Regions from separate parts of the Bombyx mori genome. Here region 2 is linked to region 1. Evidence: chromatin contacts called from public Hi-C data. All regions are on one chromosome and are shown on one strand. Each heading gives the region's core, a stretch centred on a gene start, on an enhancer-like site or on the middle of the called end of the contact. The rest is flanking DNA. Distances are from core to core; before and after follow the strand shown.

Region 1 (7,925 bases), core at 2,719-5,218:
TAGCGAAACGCTTCTCTTGTAAGGGCTAGTGATAGCAAATCCTCTCTGTTTGAGCCCCGTGAACTCACCTACCAATTCGCGCAGTTGGAATAGCACCTTAGCCTAAGCTCTTTAAGTAAAGGGAAAAACACATACTTAGTTATACCATCCTGCTACGAAGTAATCATTCGATCAGCTTCAAAGGTAGATACATTCTTTAATTCTATTAATACTTCGACTAGTGTCTCAAAGTGGCTGGTCTTGTTAATATAAAGTGAGCCCTACGCGGCCGCGGGTGGATGGTGAGAGTGCTCATAACTTGCCCTCCTGGCACAGCCGTCGAAGATAGCAAATATCACATTAGTTTCACAAAACTATTGATATTGAAAAAATATTGAAATATACAACACTTAATTCAATCAAGCTTAGCAATCCTCAACTTCCGACACGCGCTCAGACCCGCTTCGTGGCAGGGGACAAGAGAATCCTACACCAAATATTGGAAACAGTGTAGTGTAGTAATAAAATCAATAAATCACTCACATTTTGACGACAAACCGGTAATGGTGAATATAATAAAATAACCTTTGCCGGGTGAGCGCTCGACTCTGTTTGCTTCGCGGCGGCGGTGGTCGCGCTCAGACAGTAAAAATGTAAGACTAAATAAGATACATTACGCTCCACATTCTCTCGCTGGATGTTGACGCACCCATTCTTATTTATTTTAGATTTAACTTGGGTTACATATGTTGAAATATGAAATCCTACGACACGATTTACCGCGGGGACAATGTTGTCGTCAAATACTATAAGTAGGTAGTAGCTTTAATTTTTTTTGTTTTAATTAAAATGTAATAAAATGTGTGCGTCTATCAGAATACTAATAGGTAATACAGTTGCACTACAACCGCAAATCTATTTCAACAGACTAAAATAATCCAACAAGCTCTCAAATTTATATGCAAAATCGCAACGAGTTGTTGTCGAGAAAAAAAATAACTGATATTTTTTCTCGTTTTATCGCACAAGTTGAAACGAGACAGGAAGTGAATTTAAATAATTATTTACATATCACCTTTATGTAATAGAGACAAAAATTTGAAAATTATTAGGACTAGTTTTTATTTGATTCGATAAATGCGGGTCATTTTTCTGGGCTCTATGTATAATTTAGTAATATTTGACTTTTTATGTCCGATTACATTCTGTCGAATTTCTGTGAATGCAACTATTATAGCTCTCAACATTCATTTCACGCACGATTGTTCACGAAGAACTTCTCCTTAACGCTATCTAGATATGCTATCATGATTACAGAAATAAACAATAGCCCGATGGCTTCAACCAAAATTACAATAATATACGATTTGGAACAAAATATTTTCACCCTTAATATCACGAAAATGTTGACTGGTAGAGAATTTCTAAGGCATTATAAGGCCGCCAACGTAATTTTTACATGAAATGTTATAAATAAATAAAAATGATCCAATCGAGTACCAAGATTTTCAAAAGCAATTGTTTAAATTCAACAAACGCTAAGCGGTAAACGTACTGTTTAATTACAGATACAGACACAAACGACAACATAGTTAAAATTACCAGTTGCCGTTATGTTTTGCGTAGCACTCTTTGCTTGTGAATGAGCGCACTGATCTCTGTGGAAGCTCCACGCTGGTGACGAAGCGTTCCGGCGACTCCAGGGGTAATTTAGACGCTGGGAAAACGACCTCGTGTCTCGGTGTGGCTGGGCTGGGCTGGCTGGCATTCAGTTACCGCACTTTACATTGGCTCACTTATATTAAAACCTTACAGAATAATATGCACACTTATATTAGATCAATATGCATGCAAATAAAATTGGTGAAGTGCACTCCTACCTGTGGGTGGGAAGTGGCGCAGCCAACCACGAGTGTTGACGGACTCTGGGCTGGCCATGTCCGCACACCACCGCGTGCTGCCGCCTTTAGCTGACGACAACATACAATGTTAGCCACAATTATATACTTATTTACGCGATAATTCGAAGCCAGGCTGAATGTGATTAACTAAGCGTTGTTGCTGAGCGCAAGTGGCAGCGGATTTAGTCGATAGCGACCAGCGAATAGGAGAAACCAGTATACGTGCTAATAGTAGGTCTATACCTATGACCATTTCACTAGCCATTTCAGACGCAATGTATTGATGACTATAAATTCTATAGTCACATGAATATTATTCTAAAATATGGAATTCTATTATTAAATTCAGTCGTTTCTTTATTGATTAGGTAATGTTGTATTTTTACTACATTTTTATCTTTGCCATCAAATAAAGATAATAATATGATAAAAATAACCGAAAACAAGTCAACAACCACGAGTTAAAGGCGGCGGAACTCTACCGCTGAGTCAGCCGCAGCTCTCAACGTCAGCGTCAGAACAATATTGGTCCATTTGCGTCAAGTTGGCGAGGTAACAAATCTCATAAGTGTGAGCTGCACGAACTGAAGGATCGCCAGCGCGACGCACACGTCATGGTGTGCCGTGCGTTGCCTAACAGACACAGAAACGAAGGGGCTTTGAACCGTATTGTCACTTGCGATGAAAAGTTGACTCTTTGTGATAATCGTAAGCAGTCATCACTTTAATGAGACACTGGTTCAACACTTAGGCAAAGCACCAAACGAAAATTTATTGGGCAGGGAAAAGAAATCAACCCGTGAGGCAGTGCACAATGCCTTTCAAGAGTTTGTTGGCTAAAATTACATCTGCGCTGGCAGAGATGTATTGATACCATGGGTGCACATTTTGAAAGGCAAAAACAATTTATAAAAAATGACTGACTTCAAAAACCTAATATATTGTGGTGGTTAAGATAGGAAATTGCGAGAAAGAGAAGCGGTAATAACGTCAACTGCTACATTCGTTGAGGAAGAATCTAGAAAAAAAACTTATTTATAAGTAGACATGTTAGATTAGCTTAGACCACATTATTCATACCTGCTTATTATTGTAATATTTCAGAACGTTATATTTTAAATATGAATTTAAATCGCGTGTTTGATATTTCGAATAATTATAATATATTTGTAAATGAATATACCTGTTATCGGCAATCACTTTAGTCTGGTTTCTATGGATCGCCTACCCAGACGTTATACCTATCCATATATAATTTTGCAAATCGATAACTAGGCAATCTAATAGCGGACGTTTAGCTGAGAACGATTGAGTTAGTAAATCCTTTCTCTTACGACCAGTCCAAGCAGCAGCAAGACCATATGCAAATCGACGTGCTCCACTGCCAGTAATAAGACATATATAAATGCTAGTTGCTGTTATTCCTTCATCATGGATGCCGATTGTGAACAGGTGTTAGAAAAAATCTTACCTGTTTATGGGATTTGAACTCGGGAATAGTCGCATCGCTTTTATTATTTTTTCATTGCTTAGGTGGGTGGACGAGCTCACAGCCCACCTGGTGTTAAGTGGTTACCGTAGTCCATAGACATCTACAACGTAAATGCGCCACTCACCTTGAGATATGATCTAAGGTCTCAGTATAGTTACAACGACTGCCCCGCCCTTCAAACCGAAACGCATTACTGCTTCACGGCAGAAATAGGCGTGGTGGTGGTACTTACCCGTTCGGACTCACAAGAGCACCAGTAATTACACAAATTATAATTTTGCGGGTTTTGATTTTTATTACACGATGTTATTCCTTCACCGTTTAAGCCAATCGTGAACATTTGTTGAGTACGTATTTCATTAGAAAAATTTGTACCTGCCTGGGATTCGAACACAGGTGCATCGCTCACACGAATGCACCGGACGTCTTATCCTTTAGGCCATGACGACTTCACTTCTAAAACATAAACATACATTAAGCAGTAACCGCCGCAGAAGGCACCGAATGATGAAATTAAATCATCGCCCCTGTAACGCGCATTAATCGATCGGTCATCATTCTTAATTATTGTTATCTAATGTAGCCCAGTGAGTTGTATCGCGTCGCCTCTTATCGTTTAGTTAAAACAACCGAATCATTTGAAGGTCGCAAAGATGCCAGTCCCGAGTCGTTCAGAGTAGTTCAGATAAGCCGGGCACAGGCAGGACCCAAGGCTGCAGGTCGGGCCCCCGGCTGGACTCCGCACCATGCCTCAAAGAAGCTTATATTCACGAATATTATTACGCATAAAAAACTATACAACTAAAACAGAACACATTAAAATGTTATCAGTTGACACAAATGAACTGTCTTATGTGTAATTAATGTATTTAGTACATCTTTACTCTGTTGTCCATGAGTTTTTTTTTTGTTAACAAACACCGTTAGTTTTGACTTCCTACTACGATGGGAATTATCTTGAAACTTGTGTGGCGGGCTGCTCTCCATGACACGACTATTTATCTTATACTTCTCGAGTTTATCGTCACAACGATTCAAAAAACTCCGATTTGATTAATGGCAAAGCCCGCTCAAAAGAACTTTTCATGTGTGAGAGAGAGAGAGAGAGAGAGTATTCTTTATTGTACACCAAAAAACAAATAAACAGTGCGATACATTAAAAACAAAAAAGTACAATTGGCGGTCTTATCGCTAAGAGCGATCTCTTCCAGACAACCATCAGGTGGACAAAAATCATTTGGAAACGAACTACGCGCGGTGTACCATTCCAGTGAAATACATATACATATATGTGTGCCATATACAGTCTTTAAATATCCAATAATATTGCGCAGACCATTGTGCTGTTGACAAATACTTTATAGATTTGCAAAGGACAACCGTTTACAGAAAAAGTGCATACATTTTATAAGCATTGATTAAACTCAACACTGTAAGACCAACATAATGATCAAATATTAAGTATTTATTTCAAATAAAAAATCTACGCTGTGAATTGTATGCAATTTCATACTTTTCAATTCCCACTGACTGAAAAACAAATGTATAACTATTTAAAGTATCATGAACCTAGCACCATCTAATTTATGTAAATATATGTATCTCTGAACGTCTTATGTAGATTATTTGGGACACCGAGCAGATAACAAATAAACCATAAAATCTACCTGTCAATGTTATAAGATAGGGATGAGTACACGTTAATCTTACTTTAATGCCGCTGGGTAGACACGCGTTCCGATGTCAAGGGTGGGGCGGGGCGGCCGCCATACGGTGCAATGCAATTCAAACTCTTTAACTAAATATATCTAAATATATTATTTTTATATATAAGTAAAAACCCTATATAAATAAAAATCTATTTAAAAACTCAAGTAACCTCTTAAATCAGAAGGGTCAAGAGCTCGACCGTCCATCAGATAATTAAAAAAAACTACAAAACACACGCGCGCGCACAGCTAACACACACACACACACACAAGATTTTATAGTGCTGAAATATTAGAGTGGTAGAGCTATACAAAAAATCATAATTGAAATATATTTTACGAAGGTGCATCTTTATCTTTTTTTATTCGTCGCTGTGGGACGACGCGTTGATAGCTCAGAGTGCCCTTGTAACTATTACCCATCCCTTGAGCACACAATAACCGAGCAGTGACACGCTTTCGCATCTTATAGGACTTGCAATTGGAACAATACGTATAGTTAAATAATTAACCACGATGTCCACATACAAACACACAAGTCTTCGGACATGGTATATATGGGTTTTCCATATCTTGTGAAATAGCTATCAGGCTATACAGATCATATACAATCTACAATATAACGCAACGTATCGATTTGGTAATCACATCCAATAGATTCACAAGCCCACTTCAATTGAAGGCAATCGTTTCAATGAAATTGCGAGTACAGATCATTAATTGTCTGTTGCTAACAACTCCTACTTCTGAAGCTCGGGTCATGGCTATAGAACAACTGATACCATTATTACTTGTTTTTAGAAATATTCATAGAATTTTAGTGACCTTGGGGTATTTTTATACTACAGTAGGGACTCCCTGGCCTACTCTATGAAAAACAAATTTCTCACTGAAACTCGCGTGCCACCATTCGTGCCTTGGTGGTAGTGTGGTAGAAGCTTTCCCTGTAGCGCCAACAATACAACAATAATTCTAAGTTTCATCACAACCAGATAAACGATTTAGGAACGCACGCAGAACAAGCATGTCAATATTCATTATTTTATTTTTTAAGGGATTTTATGACCTGGTAACTAAGTAAGATCTTTAGGTCATGTCTTATTTTAATTTATATTCTCATTTTTATCAAAAATGATAATATGGAGTGAAATTAAATGAGATGAGATGATATGGGATAAAATATAATCTCAATAAAATGATGGTCATTTACCGAAATTTTTTCAGTTGACTTTTTGGAGGATCCCGAGAAGTTACGTCCAGCGGCTTTGTTTCATTTTCCCGCGTTTGCGCACTTTTACAGATACTAAACAATTCATAAACCACCTTTATTACACATTTAAACCTGAAGAAACACTAAATAGACAAAATAAAACAAATCACACAATTTCACTCCTCGCGTTCCCGCCAAAAAGTCTATTCGTTATATGTATTACTTATACAGATAAAATATGTAGACTTTATTGTATCACTATAAATGTTGTTAAATGTGTATGTAAGTAAAGGATTTCGCAGCCCGCTGGATTGTAAGTGTTTATCGGCGCCGGAACACAGGGGTCAGGTTTAATGATTTTTTTTATTGCACAGATAAGTGGACAAATTAACAGCCCAGCTGATGTTAAGTGGTTACCCGAGCCCATAGACATCTACAACGTGAGTGCCGCATCCACCTTTAGATATGAGTTCTAAGGTCCCAATATAATTACAACGGCTGCCCCACCCTTCAATTACTGCTTCATGGCAGAAATAAGCAGGGTGGTGGTACCTACTCGTGCAGACTCACAAGAGGTCCTACCACCAGTAAATGATCCAGCGGTTTGATCTGGGCAACGGTCTGTCAGTATCCGTCACTAGTAGCTAGTAGTCAGGCAACCGTATAGGAATAGCTGTCCTCATTAACAAAACGGATTCAACAAAAAAATGCGATAATCGATTTTGTATTATCAGATTAACACAATGACAATATATGTAAAAAAAGCCGACACATTGCCATCTAGCGGTTACTGTTGTAAGCTCTGTACTTTAAAGTTTATTGCCATGCACGTAGCACCCAGCACAGGGAAAAGCATTTTTGAATTAACGTTTACGCCTTTATAACTGTATACGGATTTTACCGTCGACTTCTTTACTTCCTTGTACTGTGTTGGTGCTTCGATCGATTTTAATTAAATAGTAACGAAGTGTTGTTAGTTGTTTTAGTATTTTCCTAAACTTCTGCAAGGCGCTAATAGGTACTCTTCACAAAATGATCGTGTGAAGCTTCGGTTGTCTGTGACCACAGAACAAAGCGAATTTTTTGTTAATGTAAAATTAAAATTTTGAGGTCGTCGTGGCCTATCATAGTGGATGGATAATATCAAATACGAAGCTTCTGACAGCCGCACTAGTATCTAATAAATGATATTATTTAGTGATTAGTAGTGATATTATAACCAAAAGCACCTAATTATTTTTGAAATATGTAGTCTGCCCTCCAACTTCAACATGTTATTCGTATAACATCGCGCTCCGTCCGAGCACTATAGACCTGGCATTGCTTAGGAACGTAACTCTGCGCTTGCGTTCCATCGAAGCACTGTCAGAGCTCGACTCAGACCACCGACCTGTCGTTATGCAGCTCGGTCGCCCTCACAACCCAGTCACTGTTACGAGGACCATGGTGGATTGGAATAAGCTGGGCACGTGCTTAGCAGAAGCCGCTCCACCAATCCTCCCTTACGGCCCGGATTCGAATCTATCCCCTGAGGACACCGTCGAATCCATAAACATCATTACTGACCACAATGTTCCGCGATCATAAGATCTTCCAAAGAAGTCGATGTGGAGGATAGCTTTCACCGCATCAGA
Region 2 (7,925 bases), core at 3,531-6,030, 63 kb after region 1:
TAGTTCATCTTATTATATGATATTATATAAGCTGATGTAGATCAATAAACAATCGAAGACGCTTCACACTGCGTCACCCGCCCACAGACCTGCGCGGTCTGTGCGTGCAAACCGGGCTCACCGACAGTATTGGGGGCCGCCCCCGCCGCCGGCAAACCGGACTGGGACCACCTGTTTCTTCACAAATTGATCAGTCCATGTTCACATCGGGTCCGGTGGACCGGCGCACGAGTCTTCATGAGCGTGTTCGTGTGACTATTTTTATACTCAATAAATTATATTTTGTCACGCTGCATCGTTATTTTTCTTAATATAAGAATAGTGAGTCGTCGATTCAATGCACACAATTCGTGACACAAAATTAACAGAATGAAGTTGCCCACTAAATCGCTCATTACAATACGACCGACGTAACTTGGCGAGTCTGAATATAGCCGCAGGTGAACTTTCCGAACCCTTTTTTTTGTCCTACCTATGCTGATAGCCTTGAGAGGCTATTTCAACTTCACACTAACGTTTGTATGTGAGCTCACGGGGCTCAACCGGAGAGTTGCTAACACTGACCCTAGCAAGAGCAGTGCTTCGCAGAATCTACCACCGGATGGAAACGCGACCCACTGAGAAGATCCGGCGAGAAACTCATTGGGCTGTGTCTGTGGGTTAGTTCGCATGACGTCGAGCCCTTCGTCGCAAGCGACGGGTTCGACGAGGACGGTGACCGGCCGAACCGTACCGAGAATTACCGAATTTATACGATTTCAAGAAAAGGGATGTCCAATATGCGTGTTTGAGGATGTTGTTCAATTGATTTTTTTTCAAATTGATTAAAGTTTAAATAAAAAAAAAAGAAATTTAATAAAACTTCTTACGCGCGTACATAAGTACACGGACCGTTTTTTGTTATATGGTGAGCGAAATCACGACCCAGCTGACGTCAAGTGGTTACGGGAGTCCATGGACAATCAAACATCAATGTCGACACGAGGTTGAAGTAGTATGTCTGCAGCGCGGCAAACTGAACAGAAGGGCGGTACCCACACGCAGGGCACACCCGCTGACCGACACCCATCACACACTATGACAAACCGATTTAGATTCAATCTGTACATGACGAATGACCGATGCCCTGACTATTTCGAAAAGGCACGATGTCAGGCATGCTGATGTCACTACCTTCATTCATAACGGTGGTGGCTCATGCGTAGTGAAGTAGTAGGAACACAAACATGTGTACCTGTAGCCGTTTATTTCCCTTTATAATATTCAAGAGGTCCGACCTGTTCGGCGGTTTGTACTCGACCACGGTCCTCCTGCGTTGTTGGCAGGAGTGATGTTTATGCTGGTAGAATGATGAACAACGAGTGGTAGTGGTGAATGATGGTGGGGATGAGGCTTTGAGACGTTTGATAATGACGATCAAACACAAAGTAAACTAGAATAACACTGAGTAAGCCAATATTAATCAACACAGAGTCAGAGGTGTGACAGCAACCTCCTTTAATATTTCCATGCTGGAGCTCTCACCCATACAGGAACTGTACAGACCACAGGAGCGATGGGAGAGGGCTGCAGCGTGCGCTCAAGCCCTCTTCAGTGGAGGTATTTACACCGATCCGGACCCAAGAGAGCACGGAGCGGAAGGGTCCCTCCCCTGACGGTTCCACTATCGCCTCCAGACGGGGTGGCGCGGTTCTCTGCCTCTCGAAATGTGAGGAGAGGGTGAAACCCAGTCCCAAGACGGGCTCATAGATCCTTTTTAACTCCGAAAGATGAAGAAGTTCTCGGGGAAACGTCTTACCATCGGGTGTTTTGGCGTGTAACGGACAATGTTGTGGAGATGCTTATGGGGACCGTTTTCGGCTCGTACATGTTGCAGGCGAGTCTACCGACGAACTCCACACCCAAGTCGCGGGCGATAACGTCGTTCCTGATGTACCGCCTTGCCCCGATAATAGTACGGAGGGAACGATTTTCCTGGGCCTGTAACCTCGCCCACTGGGACGGCGACAAGGCTATTGGTGGTAGGACGTCTGGTGAGTTCGCATGGGTAGGTTCCACCATCCTGCCTATTTCTGCCGTGAAGCAGTAATGCGTTTCGGTTTGAAGGGTGGGGGAGCCACTGTACTGTACTGAGACTTTAGAAATATCTCCAAGTAGATGGCAGTATTTACATTGTAGATGTGTTTGGGCTCCGGTAACCACTTAACACCAGATCTACGACCAGAGCGGTAGCCCCGCGTCCCGCTGGTTGTGAAGCAGCCCCTCGTGTCACACACGGTCAAAGGCCTCAATATCGAGTGTATTGTTCCGAGTTGCGCCGATCCAGAAAGTGGTGCAGAACGCGGTTCAGTTACAGAGTTGTTGGTTGGCCGGTCCTAAAGCCGACTTGCTCCGGCCTGAGGAAAATATACGACGATATTCAGTCAGGAGAAACATCTCAAACAACTTGTCCCCGTGCAATAGTAAGGTAACCAGTCGATAGTTGGAGACCTTTCGCCTATCCTTTACGGGTTCTAGCAAGACAATAATCTAAGTAAGGTAGACTTGGACCAGCCTGTAGTTCTCCATCGACGGCGGCAGAATACGACAGTATGTCCCCATTCGACGCACAAAGCGAGCTCTGAAGGCGTTTCGTGATGGCTGCGATGTAGTGGGTCCAATTGGTGAGCGTCTCCACCATCATCGGCGGATGTCGTTTGAGCTCCACTCTGTCCTTCCCGTCCCGATTTGACTTCGAGGTAGCTAGCATCCCCTTGTCCGCTCTCGGATAGAGATATTTGTACTAAAGCTAAGGTCCGCACGAGCAATGTTTTCAAACTTCACTAAAAGTTAGCGGTGGGTAGTTTATTTAACTAATCACCCTCGGATAGACCGAACAATAACATTTGGATATTCGTCTTCAATACAGTTATATTGTTGGGGTTTAATCTCTTGACACGTTGTGTTATTTTTGCCTCTACCTGACACATTAGAAAGGTATTATTTGTCTTTTAAAGCTAAACATAAAAGTTTTCTTAAAATAAATATCAAAGGTTCGTGCTAAGCAATGATACAGCAGTTACTCTACCGCTGAAACCAAGTTATAAGTAAACCGTGGGTATCGAAGCGTTGGTTCTCTCGTCCCTACGCGGCACGGAGCGGCACGTCAGCGCGCAACGACCTTGTGAAATTACTGAACTATAAAAATGTATTGTTATTTGGAATTCATTAAACTGTACTGGGAATGTTGCAGTGACGATTCTTATGATAGTGCCCTGTCAATCCCTGTAAATCACGACTAAATTTGAATCCACGTGTCTTATTGTTGATTGTTGGGTGATAATTGGAATTCAAAAGCCATGTTCATATACCTATATATAATTCTGAGCGATTCCCGTCTGTCCGTGCGACAGGGACGGGTGTAGGTTTCGAGTCGAAGTTAGTCTCGACCTTCTCAACCAAAGCTCGTTTGGCTCCCGGTGAACTTATTAACACCTGCCTATATCTACTATCGACCTAAAGTTGTGAAATACGCTGAGAAAAGTTATAGCGCAGGTATATGGAAAAATTTGAAAATTGTTTATTAGTACCTTTAACGAATTTTTTCAAATAAAGATCAATTTATTTTCGTCCTTCAAATCAAAAGGCACTCCACAATTTGATGTGATTAAGATTCTTATGCTGCTCGAAAATGAGCTTTTGGGCTGTGAATTCGTCCACCCATATAAGCAAAAAAATAAATAAAAAAAGCTTTGCTTAGATAAGGATGAACGCGCTAGTCTTATCTTCATTATAGTACATCCGAGTATTTGCCTAAAAAGTTTGAAATTTCGACACCTACGTAACGCCTGTGACTTCACCCTTGCGGTCTAAACATGGGTGGCCTTGAACTATCTACCAAGATCGCTTATGATATAATAAATACAGAGTTGTAAATTAACAGTATGAAATTTAACAAGATGAACCCGAACCGGATAGTAGGTACTAGAAGTATTGTTACAAATCATACGCGTGGCCCTCATTAGAAGATTTGCAGATTGGCTTCCCTCCGAATTGCAACACAAATTCTCAGCTTCCTATAGCTTTGTGGCGGAAAAAATTGCTATTTCAACATCAAAGCTCACGCTATCTCAATTACCCATTGAAATTAATATTTGAATAATCAAATAAAATTTTGATTTACGACGATTTTTCATTAATTGTGAACAAGAAGGTTATCAGTGTGTATGTGGGTCACAACCGACATTGTACATCCACCAGGCTTACGTCACCACAGTGACAAGGAACTAATACAGATTGTCATGTACCTATATTGTTATTACTTAGGTACTAATATATAATAAGTGAGTTAACTCAACAAGATGCAAATCAAGACCAGATTAGTATTGTCTTGTCTTGGAGTACACGTCTTCGACGACACATGACACACGACACACGACACACGACGACATCACGCCGCTTAGCAAGTGGACAGTCCTTGACCCCCAGTACCCCCTTCCCCTGTCTCCTCGCACACCCTGCGGTACTTCATACTCAGAAAGGTACGTAATACAAGTTAAATTTAGATTCCTAAAAACACAAATATTAGTTGTGAATTTGATAAGCTTTAAATACGCACTTAATTCCACAATTACATACGTCTATTAAAGCATTGCAAGCGCAGCACCGGGACGCACGCTCGCCGCGAGGCTCCGCCACCAGTCGCGCCGACCAGTGCTGTAGCCGTTTCTTATCGTATCAAATCTGGTACATTTATCCGATAAGTAGACTGATTCACGGGGCGAGTGATACAGGTCGCGCTAGTTATCGATGTATTCCAAAACTTGATAGTGGTGTCGGCGTACTGATAACGCGCAAGCCTGATTCTGCGAACGCCGAATTCCCAAGTACTCATCCAGTGACTCTTGGAATGTGTATTAGTATTGACGGATGTGGTTAGTAGCGTGCGCGATGCAGCGATGATCTCGTGGTGCGCCCTAGCCTTGTGCGTGAGCGTAGTCCTCGCAAGCAACATCACCGTCGAGCAGAGAATGTGAGTACCCAGGGAACGTGAAGCCAGGCCTTTCTAGACCAGTGCTGTCTGCTACTCTTGAAACTGCCACAGCAAATACAAAGCAGTCAGCAACTCTAGTTTATAGGTTAGGCTAACATTCGTAACAATACACCCGTGGATATAATTTAGGTATATTCGCGACCCAGCTTCAGACATGAGGTCGAAGCCCCACCTGTATTGTGTAACGGCTGCTCCGTCCTTCAAATCACAACGCATGCTTCGCGGCAGAAATAGTCAGAATGATGGTAACTGCTCGTATAGGCAATGTGCGAGTACAGTACTTAGAGAACTGCTGTTTATTCTCCGGTCAATTCCAAAGTTGATTAGTAGTTAGACGCCACCACGGCGACGGGAGGAAGCGCGGTGGTAGGTAATATTTTAGGCCACCGCACACCCAAAACTCAACACATGTCACTCGCGCAGTACAAACACACTGGGAATCAACACTGATAGTCAACTCGGCACCGGCATTTCGATTTCATTTAAACAAGATTATTTAATAGCGAAATGCAAAACTATCGATTAGGAACTGAACTCCGACTTCAGCATGCACAGTGGTGTAGCTTGGTGCTTCATATTATGATTCCTCGCTAGTGAAAGTCATTTCAGTGACGATTGGAAATGATCAGCATGAATTCACATTTACATAGCTGAGCACGTATTTACGTATTTACCTACTGTATATAAAAACACTAAATCCGTTCTAATAGAGGAGGCCTTAGCCAAAGTTGGGCAAACCGTCGAAGTTGTCGAAGTCATCGACTCAGCAGAGCCGATAAGTTAAATTTATTATTTGTAAATATCTTTTTAGCTCTTCCCAATATACGTATTAATTGTAAATGCCGTCTTTCCTTAACTGTCTATCAAAACTAATATTAAACCGGAGTATTTGTTTGTGGGCTACAAAAATCATCATGACATAGCTATTTACGTATATAGTAAATACTTTAAAACCATAAATTATAGCAAATTATCCACAAACACACACACAAAGACTAACACACACACACATTTAAAAGTAGGTAGGTATTTAATGACTAAACTTTTGCACAGAACTGGGCGTGGCTCGGACGAATGTTCCGTGTTTACAGTAATGTATTATTGCGACAGGAAAACAAAACAGATATTGTTGGAAATTCACAAAAAAATCGCGGTCACAAATAAGAACTGTTTTATTTATTCACTAAGATTTTGCCGTGAGCAGTGTTCCTGGTAACCGCTAGGAACTGAATAAGAGATCTAGCCGCTGCCACCTGCCTATACTCCGAATGTTGACTACACGACTATTACATATATTAGAAACTGGGTATTTAGAAACATTATTTTGATTATGATGTTAATGTCAAAATACACATTACCCTTAACGAAATGTGAAATGAATTTGACGGAGATATCCGTTAACCGTGATGTTTGAGGGGGCGGTAGTACTGCTACTTGCTATCCAGGACTGAATAGCGATTTAGTTCGAGAGCTGTTTACCACGCTATGCTTACTTCCAAGATGACATGGAGTTGAAAATAAAGTTTAAGAGTTTCTAGATAAGACTGTTCAAAATCAAATTCCAGTCAGAGCATTGTATAGAAGTTGTTGTGGTATAAACGACCCCGTCCGCGTGTAGTTGGAATAGCCCTTTATGCTACCAGCGAATAGGCAGGGAATAAGAACACGATGTGGTACCTACACGATGTGTTCGTATCAAGCGATGCAACTGCGCTGATGTAAGAGTCTCACAATGAAGTGACGATTGGTGCCATTGGTATCAAGGAATTACGTAGCTACTTTACATGTGCTCACGACCGACTGGCACGATCAAGGACTGATATTGTGTAAAAAATCAAAATTTCAATATTTTCGTAATTACTGTTGATAGTTCGTATTGTTACCGCACGTGTAAGTCACGCTTATTTGTATAATAATAATATGCTTTATTTTGCTTATTTGTATCGCGATGCAGTCATGCGTTCCGGCTTCAACAGCGTCACAGGCGTGATACTTTGTACTTATCTCTCAATGTAGGAAGCCGCGTTCACATTGTCTTTTATTTAAGTTAAGTTAATGTTCACGTCACTCCAGATTAAACCTCGAAGAAGAGTACACGTTGGTGGTGACGCCATCCATAGAGTTCATTCTACAGTTTGTGCCGGTGAGTGAAGATGTTACATTCTAAAAATATTTTCTGAAAACAGGTGGATACAGACTTACAGCACACCGATTACTGACCACATTAAACGATTATCGGAGCCCATGGACATCACATATAATGCCGCCAACCATCGTGAGACTTGAGGCCGAAGTCTCGATTGTATCGCGCTACAAACCGCAACGCGGCAGGAGGAGGGCAATATTTCGTATACACTCTAAAGTAGGAATAATAAGTATCTCTACCCAGAACGAAGATCAAGCAGAGTTCCCGAGTCGGTTGTGGGTGCGCAGCGTCGGCGGGGACACCTCTCGGCCGCTACTGCTCACCGCCAGAACTAAAACAGGTAATATCAATCGGTCGATATTACATTACAATTACAACAAGAAATCAAACATTAGATAGATCAAACTGCGCTGCTACGCAATCATTAGAGCAGAGTGCGGAGGCTCCTAGCGTCGTTGGTAGCAACACGCATCAACATACAATAACGTTCATCTTATATCTAGATGTTTTAAAGATACATACGAGAGTGTTACCTCAACTTGCTTCAACGATTGTTTGGATTATTCATATTTTTTGAATATGTAATTTTGTAAACGTTATATACATATGTACATTCAAATGATGTCGAAAAGACAACAACCAAGCGGGCGTTGTGTCGATCATATACTGTTATATCCATTGTAATCGACAGCAGTGCATGACCATTCATCGCCTTTTTAAGAAAAACTCCCTCAATCATAATGAATC

Evidence for each region. A called contact is a pair of places that touch in the nucleus more often than the background predicts.
Region 2: a Hi-C map of whole pupa shows a contact between it and region 1, with 3 times the contacts expected there. The contact joins the promoter of Sir-3 here to the enhancer-like site in region 1. A contact is called at or near these places in 2 of 7 Hi-C or Micro-C datasets (both in whole pupa).

Annotation. Positions count from the first base shown.
Region 1 is chr12:17,387,558-17,395,482 of ASM3026992v2, forward strand. The region is part of intron 1 of LOC101739734; the gene reads right to left. Among protein-coding and RNA genes, the nearest start is that of LOC101739734, 7.6 kb to the right of the region's middle. Within about 2 kb of position 3,969, at least 2 of the 8 cell types and tissues checked have open chromatin away from gene starts, as enhancers often do.
Region 2 is chr12:17,449,718-17,457,642 of ASM3026992v2, forward strand. Sir-3 (sid-1-related gene3) reads left to right here and starts at 4,781. Exons shown (of 20, transcript NM_001113265.1): 1 at 4,781-5,011; 2 at 7,106-7,175; 3 at 7,422-7,518. The coding sequence starts at 4,938. LOC101739306 (serine palmitoyltransferase 2) reads left to right here. Exons shown (of 9, transcript XM_038014714.2): 9 at 1-293.